Regions from separate parts of the Mus musculus genome. Here region 1 is linked to region 2. Evidence: chromatin contacts called from public Hi-C data. All regions are on one chromosome and are shown on one strand. Each heading gives the region's core, a stretch centred on a gene start, on an enhancer-like site or on the middle of the called end of the contact. The rest is flanking DNA. Distances are from core to core; before and after follow the strand shown.

What was found. A called contact is a pair of places that touch in the nucleus more often than the background predicts.
Region 1: a Hi-C map of pancreatic cancer cells shows a contact between it and region 2. The contact joins two enhancer-like sites. A contact is called at or near these places in 1 of 484 Hi-C or Micro-C datasets (pancreatic cancer cells) and 1 of 9 other capture datasets (liver).

What each region holds. Positions count from the first base shown.
Region 1 is chr11:76,527,957-76,534,264 of GRCm38.p6, reverse strand. The region is part of intron 1 of Abr (active BCR-related gene); the gene reads left to right. Among named protein-coding and RNA genes, the nearest start is that of Abr, 40 kb to the left of the region's middle. Within about 2 kb of position 4,389, at least 99 of the 459 cell types and tissues checked have an H3K27ac peak or open chromatin away from gene starts, as enhancers often do. A contact at or near this core is called in pancreatic cancer cells, where this site is marked.
Region 2 is chr11:76,419,176-76,425,742 of GRCm38.p6, reverse strand. Abr (active BCR-related gene) reads left to right here. Exons shown (of 23, transcript NM_198895.2): 17 at 417-476; 18 at 720-829; 19 at 1,570-1,709; 20 at 2,561-2,695; 21 at 3,485-3,590; 22 at 5,861-6,008; 23 at 6,550-6,567. Among named protein-coding and RNA genes, the nearest start is that of Timm22, 15 kb to the right of the region's middle. Within about 2 kb of position 3,387, at least 14 of the 459 cell types and tissues checked have an H3K27ac peak or open chromatin away from gene starts, as enhancers often do. A contact at or near this core is called in pancreatic cancer cells, where this site is marked.

The DNA of each region.
Region 1 (6,308 bases), core at 3,140-5,639, 110 kb before region 2:
ACTCAACTGTGAGAAAGTGAGCAATCAAGAACTGGAAACTGATTAGGCTTTTAAAACTTCAGAGTCCATCCCCAGTAAGATATGTCTTCCAGCAAGGCCACACCTTCTAATCCTTCCTAAATAGTCCACCAATTAGGAACTAAACATTCAAATATATTAGCCTATGGGGACCATTCTCATCAAACTACCACACTTTTGATACTGTTTTTTTGTTTGTTTTTGTTTTTAGATTTATTTATTTTTAATTATATATAAGTACACTGTAGCTGTCTTCAGACACTCCAGAAGAGGGAATCAGATCTCATTACGGATGGTTGTGAACCACCATGTGGTTGCTGGGATTTGAACTTCGGACCTTCGGAAGAGCAGTCGGGTGCTCTTACCCACTGAGCCATCTCACCAGCCCTTGATACTGTTATCTAAGAATCCTTTGTCCAATCTAAGGTCGTGAAGAACCACTGCTATATTTTCATCTAAGTATTTCATAGCTGCAGCTTTTACCTTTAATTCATGCACTTACGGGTATGACTGTTTTTGTTTGTTTTTTTGCGTGTATGTCTGTGTACCACACACGTGCCTAGAGGCCAGAAGAGGGCATCAGCTCCCCAGAACTGGAGTTGCAGATGGTGTGAGTTACTCTGTGGGTGCTGGGAATCACACTGAAGTCCTCTGGAAGGGTAACCGGTGTCTTAACTGCTGAGCCATCTCCCAGCCTTCTTCAGTTCAGCCTTTTCCCTCCCCCCCCCCAGGTTTTCAAAACAGGGTTTCTTTGTGTAGACTTGGTTGCCCTGGAACTTGCTCTGGAGACCATACTAGCCTCAAACTCACAGAGATCCCCCTGCCTCTGCCTCCTGAGTTAATTCATCTTTAATTTTAAGTGCTTTTGTTTTGATTTGTAGAGACAGGTTCTTACTATGTGGTGTAGGCTAGCCTCAAATTCCTGCCTGAGCCCACTCAGTGGTAGGATCACAGATTTGAGCCACTATACCTAACTCAGTTAATAGTGTTGTTTTGTTTTCCCAGGGTCTTACTGTGTATCCATGGCTGGTCTGGAATTCACTGTGTAGATTGGGCTGGCCTTAAATTAACAGATAGCTGTTTGCCTCTACTTCTCCTGAGAGCTAGGGTTAATGGCATGTACTGTCATGCACAGTCAAGCAAGAGCTTTTGGTATGCCTTACCAATGAGCCACCTCTCCAGCTTCGAATTAAATTTTAAAAATTATTATCAGTGTGTGTGTGTGTGTGTGTGTTCGCATGCTTGGGCACACGTATGCTATGCTTTGTTTGGAGATCAGAGGACAACTTTAGGGTTCTCTCCTTCTGATTTTACAGGGGCCCCAGGTCTTGAACTTGTGTTACCAGGCTTGTATGGCAAGTTCTTTTATTGCCTAAGCCACCTGAGTTAACTTCCTAAATGAGTTCCATTTCACTGTTTTATGTTTGGTAATCCCGTTGTGCTGGTGCCATTTGTTGAAAAGTCTGTTCTTTCCCTATAGAGTAGCATTGGCATCCTTGTCAGGATTCAAATGATGGGAGGCAGTGCTTTCCCCAAATGTACGATGTCCTGGGCTTAATCCCTGTACCAGAAAACAATACAAAAAATCAGTTGGCTACCTGTAGTGCCCCTTTGGGAGACTAAGGCAGAGCAGGTTAGATTTGAGCCCATTTAGGCTACAGAAAGAGACTGAAAAGCAAAAGCAAAAAAAAAAAAAAAAAGTCCTTGATCATAGCTATATAGGATTATTTCCGGACTCTTCAGCTCTGCCCTGAAGATGTTTATTGGAAGCCGCTGCCAGCAGTTTTCCACTTCTCTGTAGTCTTGGAAGCTCCCGCAGGACACAGGACGAGTTACTGGGCATCCCATGGTGAACGCTTTTCCCAAGAGGCTCTCCCAGCTAATCATTTCCCGTATCTGTCAGGGTGGCCAGGGAGGTGGCAGTGAGGTGCCCCAGTGCAGGCCTCTGCCAGGGTGCAGGTCCCAGAGCAGGGCCTGTTGGTGTGAATCTCAGCTACTGATTGGGTGGGTGCCCTGAGTGCCCTGGGTAGGAGAGCTCCAAGGACCAGGTGGGAAAGAGAGCCAGCCAGCTGGAGGGAGGCGTTCCTGGCACTACAGGCATTTGCACTGACGGTGGCCTGCACGGGAGGGCGAATCCTGCATCCATGGGTAGGCACTCGGAGGCTGGGGGGACTCTAGCCTTGCCAGCTCTCCTGAAAACATGGGCTCTTTGCCTGTGGCCTTTGGGGGTGGTGAGGACTGGGTGAGTTGACCCTTTACGTTTCCTAGTTCTTCTTTCCTGAAGTTGGTGGCATTGGTGAGCCAATGGGTTGGGTTGGGTGGGTCTTGGCAGGTATATCCTAAATGTAGAGCGAGTAGAACTCCCAGGGAAGCTGGGAGACCCTCAGAGTGGGGCTGAAAGTTTGGAGGCATTATGGGAACATGTCAGCTTGCAAGAGAGGGCTGAGATTATGGGGACCATGCAGCTGATACAGAGTGTATGAAGCTATGTGTGTCCCTTTCTGATTTGTTTGTTTGTTTGTTTGTTTTTTGTTGGTTTGTTTTGCTGTCTTGGAGACAGAACACAGGACTGGGTACATGCTTAACAAATGCTCTACTCCAGAGCCACACCCCCAACCCTGCACCTGTTGACTTCTGAAGAGTTGGGCTGCCCGTGAGTTCAGAGGAGGGGTGGGCTGCAGGGTGCAGAGTCAGCGGATGAGAAAGGAGTCTTAGGAGAGTAGAGTGTACTTTGGCACAGTGTGACTTCCCTGATCTTCCACAGGTGGCATCCATTGCAGTGACACTGTTCGTTAGGGATGTGGGAAGAGAAGCCTTTGCTCACTTCATGGTCTTGGTCCTTTGGATTCAGCTCTTGAACGAATGGGGGAGCAGAGTGTCTGTCAGCTGCACCCCTCTCTCCTCCTTCCTCATTTGTTCTTACCCCCCCCCCAGCCCCCCGCCCACCCCTGAGTGAGAACAGAGCTGTGTGAGTGAGTCTGAGCCGCTCACTGGCTGAGAATTGCATCAGCCTGGCCTGGCAGGCTGGAGCTGGAGCCTGTTGCTATGGTGACTACCAGGCTACAAAACAGAGAGAAGGATGAAGTAGTGGAGGGTGTGTTTTTCTTCACCTTGTGGTGTTGCAGTGTGATAGGCACCCAGTTCTGGTGGGTCTACATTCCCATCACTCCGTGGAGGTGTCATCTGCTTCAGCAGGCAGGATGGGGCTGAGCCAGAAGCTGGTGGGCATCAGGTGTGTTTAACTAAAGGACACAAGTGGCCCCTGCATTGGCTCCTCTGCCTAGTTCTGGGGTTGGGGTGAAACTGGAATTTGACTAAGTGAGCTAGAATTCGGAGACAGAGAAAGGTCAGGGTATCCTCTCATCTCCCAGAGCTCCAAATCTGAGATGATAAACCTGCTTGGGCTGCCTTCTGCAGGTTTTCCTCCCTCCCCCCTAACAGAACACATCATCTGGCTGAATATAACAGACCTGGGCAGGCAGTCAGATCTGTCTCTCATCTTTGTCATCAGTGGGAAAGGAGACGAAATTCTGTTCTAACACACTGAGCACCCGTCAGGTGTCAGCATCACAGTAGAGCCGCCTCAGTTTTCTGACTTAGCCTATGCTCTGATCTGGCAAGAAAATGCTGCCCCTACATAGCAAAGCGGCAAAGAGCGTAAGGAAGAGCTTATTAACACCTTGCCCAGAGGGCGACATCACAGCTCTGCTTCTCTGTCTTGTGCTTTTCTGGATTCCAGAGACCTCTCCAAGTCACAAACCCTTAAAATGGCCAGGGAAGAAACAGTCATCCCTAAGTAGAACGTCTCAGCAGTGTCTCTGCGGGAAATATTCTCAGGTCTGTCTGGGGTGTGACACACGCAGCTGCTGTGATCTCCGGACAGGAGTGATGATCTTGTGGCCTGCCGCCATGGTGCAGCCCGGAGGCAGAGGAGACCCTGTCAGGGTGGAACATTAACATATGCTTGGCACATCCGCAGACCCTCAGGTCCCTTTGCAGATAAGGACCAGTTGTCCGATAAATTCTCAGAAGTGATTAGGGGTGAGTAAAATGTCTGGATCTGAGGGTCTGGGCCTGTTGAGAGCTCAGAAATCGGGTCTACCTAAGGGAGCTTTTCAGTCATAGCTGAAATTCACTCAGAATGTGCTGACTCATCTCTCCTCACCAAAACCCTTTGCATTTGGCTGCTATTATTATCCCATTTTGAAGGCAAAATAGAGGCACAGAAAGGTTACGGTGACTTGCCAAGGTCACACAGCTGATAGGAGGTGGAGGCTGGGATTCAAGCCAGGCAGTCTAGTTCCAGAGCTTGAGTTCTTCTTACCAAATGTTCTGCTGACTCTTCCCTTCCAGAAGGATGACTGTGAGTCAGCTCATGTGACCTCCCCCAACCCAGGAGAGGCAGAGGGAAGGAGTGAGCACACGTTAACCTACCAGTTCTGGAGGGACAGCTGGGGACAGTGCTGTGAGCTGTGCGTGTTGGTGGCTGTACTTTGTGCTTTTGCAGGAGTGTGGGGTTAGGGAAGCTACTGTCTGTGCACTTCCCACCCCTCCTCTTTTCCCTCCTTGAGTGGTTGTTTCCTGGTGGGGGTGGGCTTGCATGGACCACATGCCTATGCAGCTTGCCTAAGTCTGTGGAAGGGCCCTGGGCTCTCAGGAAGGAGTCCAGATCTGGGGCTGAGGATGAGTGGCAGCCACAGAGGGAGCGGGCTGTCAGATCGGGGAGCACAGCTACCATGTGTGAGGTCTGTCCTGTTGTGCCTCTGTTATAGTTGGCAGTGTATGCGCTACCCACACAGCATGTAGCTGGCCTTCTTAGGCTCTTTCCCAAGGCCAAGACAGTAAGAAATCAGAACAATAACTTCAGTGCTGATAATAACAGCCAGCACCATCACTTGTTTACATGCCAGGTTTTACCTAAACTCACTCTCTTGGCGGCCACAAGAGCTCTATGAGAGCCTGCGTGCTGCTCTTCCCTTATTTTATAAACACAGAGGTTAAGCAGTTTGCCCAAGTCACACAGCTAATGATGAATTCAGGAAGCCTGGGAGTCTGGGCACTGTAGGCCTCCTCTGGCCTTCCATTCAGAATCCCACCTTCACTTTTTTTTTTTCTCCTGAGAGACTGGGATGTATCATTTACCTGCCCATCTGTCCCGAGTGTGAAATGTGATTTTCATTATCAGCCAGGCCGAAGTTTGTGTGCAAACAGTGTCTGCCATTGTCTTCATATCCAGGCACGGAGGGGACAGTTCTAGCTCTATTTGGAACAGAGCTAGCTGACCCTGTAACCCAACTGATCTCCCTAGAGCAAGGCAGGCCCACTAGCCTGGAGGCCTGGTGTCCATTGTCTCTTGGCCTCTCGTATCCAGCCTGTTCTCTGCAGCTATCCTTGCTGTGGCAGCCAAGCAGAGACATCTGACTCCTCATGTCTGGCCTTGTGGTTGGTTCCTGATGGAGGCTGCTATTCTCTGGTGATGAGGCTGGGATATCTTACTGCCAGGTGAAAGGATAAGCCTCTCCAGGCTGAGTGGGGACTTAGGTGCTTATAATAGAGGTGAGGCTTGGGGCTGGAGAGATGGCTCAGTGGTTAAGAGCACTGACTGCTCTTCCAGAGGTCCTGAGTTCAATTCCCAGCAACCACATGGTGGCTCACAACCATCTGTAATGAGATCTGATGCCCTCTTCTGGTGTGCGTCTGAAGACAGCTACACTGTACTCATATAAATAAATAAATAAATTAGAGAGAGCGAGAAAGAGAGCGAGAGAGAGGGAGGTAAGGCTCCTCACCAGGGCAACTGATGTCATGGGGAAGTCCTCTTCCTTGCCATGACCCCTGGACCGTTCACCATCCTCCCAGAGACACTGCCCACTGACATCATTCTGTGGAGATAGACTGAGCTCTGGAGTGGGAGCCTAGGTGCTGCCTGATGGGAGAGGAAACACTGGAATTAGACCCCACAAATGCCTGGTAGCTCTGCTTAGAACTGAGCCAGGATGTCTTGTGCCAGGATGTTGATCACAAAGCAGGATGCAGTCAGCTAATCAAACCTACCTTTGCAACTGGAGAGGGACACCAGGGTCTGTATCAGCCACCTTGCTCTGGTACCTCTTTTTTTTTTTTTTTTTAAGATTTTTAGAATTTTGTCTGTATGTTAAGTGCAATGTGTGCATGCAGTGCCTGTAAAGGCCAAACGAAGGCATCGCATAGCCCCTGGAACTGGAGTTATAGATGGTTATGAGCCCTGATGTGGGTACTAGACTCAAACTTGGGTCCTTTGAAAGAGCCGC
Region 2 (6,567 bases), core at 2,138-4,637:
GATGTGGGTACAGCATGGTTTGAGTGCCTTATTCTTCCTCTGTCTAGTAGGTGCCAAGGGCTAGAGGCCCTCAAGGAAATCGGAAAGCCCTGGTGTGCCCCCGCTCCGAGTGCATGGTGCTCACTTGTGTGCAGTTGTTGCGTCTGTGAAATTAGGCAACAGGGCCCATCTGACTGTGTGGTGGTCAGAGTCTCATTGCAGGTGTCCCTTCTCTTCAGGGATCAGAGGTCCTTCCCTAGGGGATGGGGACTGTGGCTGAAGCTACTTTCTCCCAGGGTGATTTCGGGAGGAGCATCTAGGCCTCTGCCTTTCTGACTCTTTACCTTTCCTGTAAACAACTGCTGATCAACAGGAGAAGCTGGCCTCTGACCTGCCTTCTCTCCTCCCCTCACGTCCCCACCTCTCTGTCTCTGCAGCTGGATCCACAGACAGTAGAAAGCAAGAACTGGCATACGGACGTGATTGAAATGAATGGGGTAAGGACATCTGAACCACATGCCATCCCTCCTGCCACCCTCCCCTGGGTGCTAGGCTGCCTGCGCCTCCCTCAGACCAGTATTCTCCTCTCTTTGGCCACATCCCTCCCCATCCCAGCTGTAGGCGCATGGAGCCCTGCCAGCTCGGGGTAGCCTTGCTTGTGGTCTTGGGGAGAGAGAGGCCCTGTGTTCGGTGATACTCATTCCCTGGGGGATTTGTACCTACTCAACCCCCTTGACCAGATCAAAGTGGAATTCTCCATGAAATTTACCAGCCGTGACATGAGCCTGAAGAGGACCCCATCCAAAAAGCAGACAGGCGTCTTTGGAGTGAAGATCAGCGTGGTGACCAAGTAGGTGCTGTCTTGGAGACCAAGTAGCTTCAGTACCTAGGTGCCAGCCACCTCCCACCTCCCAGCCCCTGCCCTCTGCCCATGCCAGCAGCTTAATCAGTCAGTACCACAGGCAGCCTGTTTGGAGGCCAGGAATAGCTCCCAGGATACTTTAGAAATAAGCAGTCCAACATGGAAATGGTGGACAGTCTGCGGGGAGGGGGGTGGGGAGCTAGAGTGTCTGTTTTCTGCAGTAAACAAGAAGTGACAGTGACTGTGGACCCATGTTTGGGCTTGGCAGCAGTAAACTGGAGTCAGAGAGTGGCCAGCTGGGAAAGGCCCACACCCTTTTAGGTCACCCTGCCCCTTTGAGCGCTTTGTTCCCAGGTCCTGACCTACCCTGGTCGTGCTGCTTAGCCTCCGTGTGAGCATTTTTTTGTTTGTTTGTTGTGAGCATTTTTATTTATTGCATTGCCAGGGCTTGGACCTGGGGTCTCTGAGTTGTTACAGAAGTGCTTTGCCACTGAGCTACCCCCTACTCAAGCACTTCAACCCAATGGGGTGTTCGTTCTCCCACCTTTGCTGTACCTCAGCAAGCAGGCTCTAAGGAACGGGATAGCCTCTTCCCCGGGCCTTCCTTGCCTTGACTCCTGACCCCAAGGGGCTAAAGCTGACCAAGATTGAGATATGCTGTGGAGGAGCTAGAGGGCGCAGCCAGTGTGAGAAGCTCCCTCCATCTCCTCTGCACCCGTGTCCTGCAGGCGGGAGCGCTCCAAGGTGCCCTACATCGTCCGGCAATGCATAGAAGAGGTGGAGAAGAGGGGCATTGAGGAGGTTGGCATCTACAGGATATCAGGGGTGGCCACGGACATCCAGGCCCTGAAGGCTGTCTTTGATGCCAGTGAGTAGAGAGGCCCAGCGGGTATGGGTGGTACCTGAGCAGCTGGTGGAGAGGGAGAAGCCTTGGCCAGTGCCCTGTAATTTGTTGTGGCACGAAGGAGGCTGTTTCTGAGTCCCCTGACAAGTTACATGTCCTGGGTCTTGTCACTTAGGTCTCCCTCATGTTTCTTAACCACTGCTACAATGAGGATGGCATTCAGAGAGGTCAGGTCACTCGTTCTGGGTTACCCAACTTGCACGTTTCTGTTCCTGAACTTAAATTGAGACCTTTTGACTCCATAGTATACATTGCTGGCTCAGACTTCTTCCTCCCTGCTGTCTTCGGGCCCTGTTACCATGTGGCAGGTCTCTTCTGTGGCGGGTCCTGGCCCTCAGTTTCCCCTCTTCTATCAGGCTGGGTCGGGCTAAGGCACTGGTATTATATCCAGCGTTCAGGATGCTTGAGCTAGGCAGGCAGCCATGATGAGTCCACGTAGGGTGAGGGTAGGCTAGGGGCTGGGAACATGATGATATATGGCTCCCTAGACCACGTAATTAGGTGTGTGCTATGTGGGGTGGGTATCACTCTGGTACTCTGAGCAACTCATTATGTCCCTCCTTTCTTCTGAGAAGTCACAGCAGATAGACTCTAACCTGTCCCTTGATGCCCTTGCCCACAGATAGCATCTGCATTGACATATGGTAGAGCTTGTGGGCACCATGTATACCCTACCTTCCTAAGGGGAGGCAGTAAAGGAGTGCAGTGCGTAGAGGTTCGAGGGACAGATATGAGGGACGGAAACAGTACTTAGGGCTGCCCCTGAGATGTCTCGGAGGTGAGTGTAGCCTCTGACCTTGCCCCCTCCTGTACAGATAACAAGGACATCCTACTGATGCTGAGCGACATGGACATCAACGCCATCGCTGGGACCCTCAAGCTATACTTTCGGGAGCTGCCTGAGCCCCTCCTTACAGATAGACTTTATCCAGCCTTCATGGAGGGCATTGGTGAGGCTTCTGCAGTCTTGAGGGTTGGTTGGGCTGAGTCTCCTAGACTGGTAACATGAAAAGCAGGAGGAAATGCCCCAGGCATTCCTGCCAGTGGCTTGTCCAGAGCAGTCTTGTTCTTGTGACTGAAGGACCTGAGAATGAAGTGCAGCCTGCTGAGGCTGGGCCCTTTTACCTGTCCCGCTGTCCATGTGTCCCTTTTGTGACTCCCCCTTACACACTGATCCTGGAGACACAGGCATTTATGGAAGAAGGCCCTGAGCTGGCAGGGCCTAGAGCTAGGGAAGAAGCTGGTTAAAGCTGTAGTTTACTGGGGACAGCTGTTCTGAGCCCCACGGAGTGGCTCTCCTCATTGCCTAGGTACTTGCCAGTGGAGCTCCTGTGACCACCTACAAGGGCCACTTCCAGGCCTGGCACAGTGCTCCCTTCTTCTCCTGAGGCAGATAAGACTTGAGACCCTGTAGAGAATGTGAAGCCTAGGGGAGGCTGTTCAGTATAGGCCAGCTTCAGAGCTGTTTGACAGAGAACATCCCCACCCCTAGTAATAACTTGTGACTAGTGGATTAAACTAGCATGGAGTTTGGGTTGGGTGAACCGGGGTAATGGTCAGTGAGAAGGGAAGGGAGAGGCTGCTCCCTCAGCCTACCTTCTAGCCACGTTATGAGTCATGGTTGGGCATCCTAGGGAAACCCACTGTTGACAGGCCACACACAGGTCAGGCCTTCTCTCTGTGGTCCAGGCTTCTGGCCTTCCAGGCAGGCCCTGCCCTAGCCCTTTCTCCTCCTGCAGCCCTGTCAGACCCTGCTGCCAAGGAGAACTGCATGATGCACCTACTCCGCTCCCTGCCTGACCCCAACCTCATCACCTTCCTTTTCCTGCTGGAACACTTGAAAAGGTAAGGAGGAGAGGCAGGGCCCAGCCCAGAGCAGCTTCCTGTCCTGTCCCACCAGACCGATCGTCTCAGCTCCACCTCCTGGGTCCTGGCCTGTGCTAGGCCACCCGCAGCAGGCTGAGCGCTTGTTTCTCCCTGTCCTGAGCTCACAATTGGTTGTTGGGAAACTGGCTCCTAATTGCAGTATAAAATAATTGGCCATGGTACCATAGCACATGCCTGTGGTCAAGATGCTGAAGCAGGGGGATTGCTTGAACAATCAAGAACTAGCTTGGGAAACATAAGGAGACTCTCGTAGAATGGTGGGGTGAACCAAAGGGCCTCAGGTGGGTTTAATCTGTGGGCCCCAAAAGCAGCCATTTATTTAGTTAGTACAACTTTTTGTTCTGTTTACATTTATTTATTGTGTGCATGCGTGTATGCATGTGTGGTTCGCATGTGGAGATTGTAGAAGTCGACTCTATTATGTAGCTTCTGAGGGCTGGACTCAGGGTGTCAGAATTGGCAGTAAGGGCCTTTAGCCACTGAGCCGTCCTGCTAGCCCAGTGCAGCATTTTTTAAGTGAAATAGAAAGGGTAGCAGAAGGGTGAGCTCCAGGCAAAAAGATTGCTTTATTCCATTACCTGTCCATGTGTCCTGGGTTGTTACATCATCTGATGTGTTCATTATGAGTCAGTTAAGAATTTGAAGCCTACTGGTCTTGGCCCATACATTATGAAACAGGGAAACTGAGACCCTAAGCCCAGCAGGGACTTGCTTGGCTTAGCTGTAAAATTGTACTTAATGCCCACAAGTCCTAAACTAAGGCCCTTCTCACCTTCCCTTGCCCCTCCTATGGTCAGGGCAAACCAGAGCTGTTAAGCTGACATCACTATTTAGTACTGAACTTAGTACCAGCCTGTCCTCATCACTTACTTTTTAGCCCAGGACTAATTACAGACACCAGTTGGAAGGAGGTCACTTGGTATTCCTTAAATCCACTTGCTACCATGGGCCAGCGCCTCTGAGCTCATCCCCTCATCTGGGTGCTGGCTGTGGTTCAGGCAGGCCAGGCTCTGGAGGGCGCCAGTGGGGACCTAGTCACAGCTGGCGCTGGAGTCTTGTTTTTCTCATCTTGAGACAATGTCCCTCCCTCTGGTTTGGCCAGGACCAAAGTCCCAACCAACTAGTTTGGTGAACATTGTGAGAGGACATGCTGAGGAGGAATGGGAAGGGAAAAAATGCATTAGGTTTTCCATCCTGGGAACTGGGCCCGTGTGTGTGTGTGTGTGTGTGTGTGTGTGTGTGTGTGTGTGTGTGTGTGTGTACACGAGGTAGAGGCTAGCCAGCTGCACAGCTGTCTGCTGGCACTACATTTGCCTGTTTCCAAAGTAGTCAGCAGGCACATTTGTGACTCTCCTGGTGGGAGAATAGGATGAGAGGCCCTATCCAGGGTTTGTGTGTATGGAGACTCCAGAAACATTTCCTAGTATGGAGTCGGGGGAGGTCCAAAATTTCTTGGTGTGTTTGGTGATACTGAGCCTTCCTCGACAGTAGCCAGAGATGGTAGTTCCCACTTTCACTCAGGGGACAGATCAACCTAGTCTATTACATAATAGAAGGGGAGATCTGGAAAGAGTCAGAGCAGGCCCATGAGCAGGCTCTTCAGAGACAATGGGGAATTCAGCCTCCAGACTTGCCTGTGGTGTAGACTGTTCCTGCTACAACACAGCCTGGATAACTGTAGGCTCAGCTAGCAGCTGCCTCTGGGCAGCAGGTCCTCTCTGCTCTGCCCTCTCCACTGCTGACTTCCCATAAGTGTACTACTGTTGGGCTCTGGAGTGGCTCCTGGGGAGACTACTCATCGCTCAGAAACCAGCTCTAGCACCTATTAGCTGTGTGACTGTAGGGACATCACTAAACCTCTTATTTGGTTCCCTCACCTCTGTAGAGGGGATGACGACAACATACAGGATTACAGGAAGAGTCCTTAGAGCTGTCTCCATCTTATCTAAGTCAAGAGGGATGCCATTGGGTAGTGGTTAGTCCTTAGGCTTGGCAATTTTCCATCAGCATGGCACATAGCTTAGGAGCTAGTAGGGGTATGTTACAGCAGTTTACTAGGACGTAGCTGGGACCTCAGTCCCTTCGCCTAATGTCTTTCCCACCTATTGGAAGGGAGGTTAGGTGTCTGCCGCTTTGGTGTCTTTGAGGGAGCTTCTACAAGTACCTTTAGCTTCTTGGGGCTCCTGTGGCCGCTGAGGAGTGACTCTGTTCGCCTTCCTTTCTCTCAGGGTTGCTGAGAAGGAGCCCATCAACAAGATGTCACTTCACAACCTTGCCACGGTGTTTGGCCCCACGTTACTGAGACCATCAGAAGTGGAGAGCAAAGCACATCTCACATCAGCTGCAGACATCTGGTCCCATGATGTCATGGCCCAGGTACTACCAGCACTGTGTAGGAGGCCCCACCTCCCCTGCTAGGCAGCTGAATTAATGGTATATAGGGTGCCCAAGCACTTGGCTGCAGAGCACCCTTCCTGCTCAAGGCAAGACAACAATGTATGAGTCTACACATGGTTGAAGAATGTCTGTCCCAGGTGCTAGCTGCTTTCCTGAGGGCTTCAGTCTCAGAAGAGGGACAGAAGACTGAGAGCTGGGGATTGACCTCGTGAATGAAAGCCCCAGGGTTGCTTTCAGGGTCAAGAGGCTCATCTTCAGCACCCATCTCAGGCCCATGCTGAAAGCTTTTGACTTAGACAAGGAAGTGGCTCCCTGACCCTTGACCCTGCAGCACCCTCCAGTGCTGTAAATGAGCAAAGCGATCTGGGCTTCAGGGAAAGGGGAAGAAGCAGGAGTGAGTCTGGGGAGTGACGTGGGTTAACTCTTGGCTGTGGCCTGGCAATCATTCCTTTTCAGCATAGCAGGGGAGGAGGGTCTGGAAGGCGAGGACCCCAACTTCAGTCTCCCTGTCTCCTCACAGGTCCAGGTCCTCCTCTAC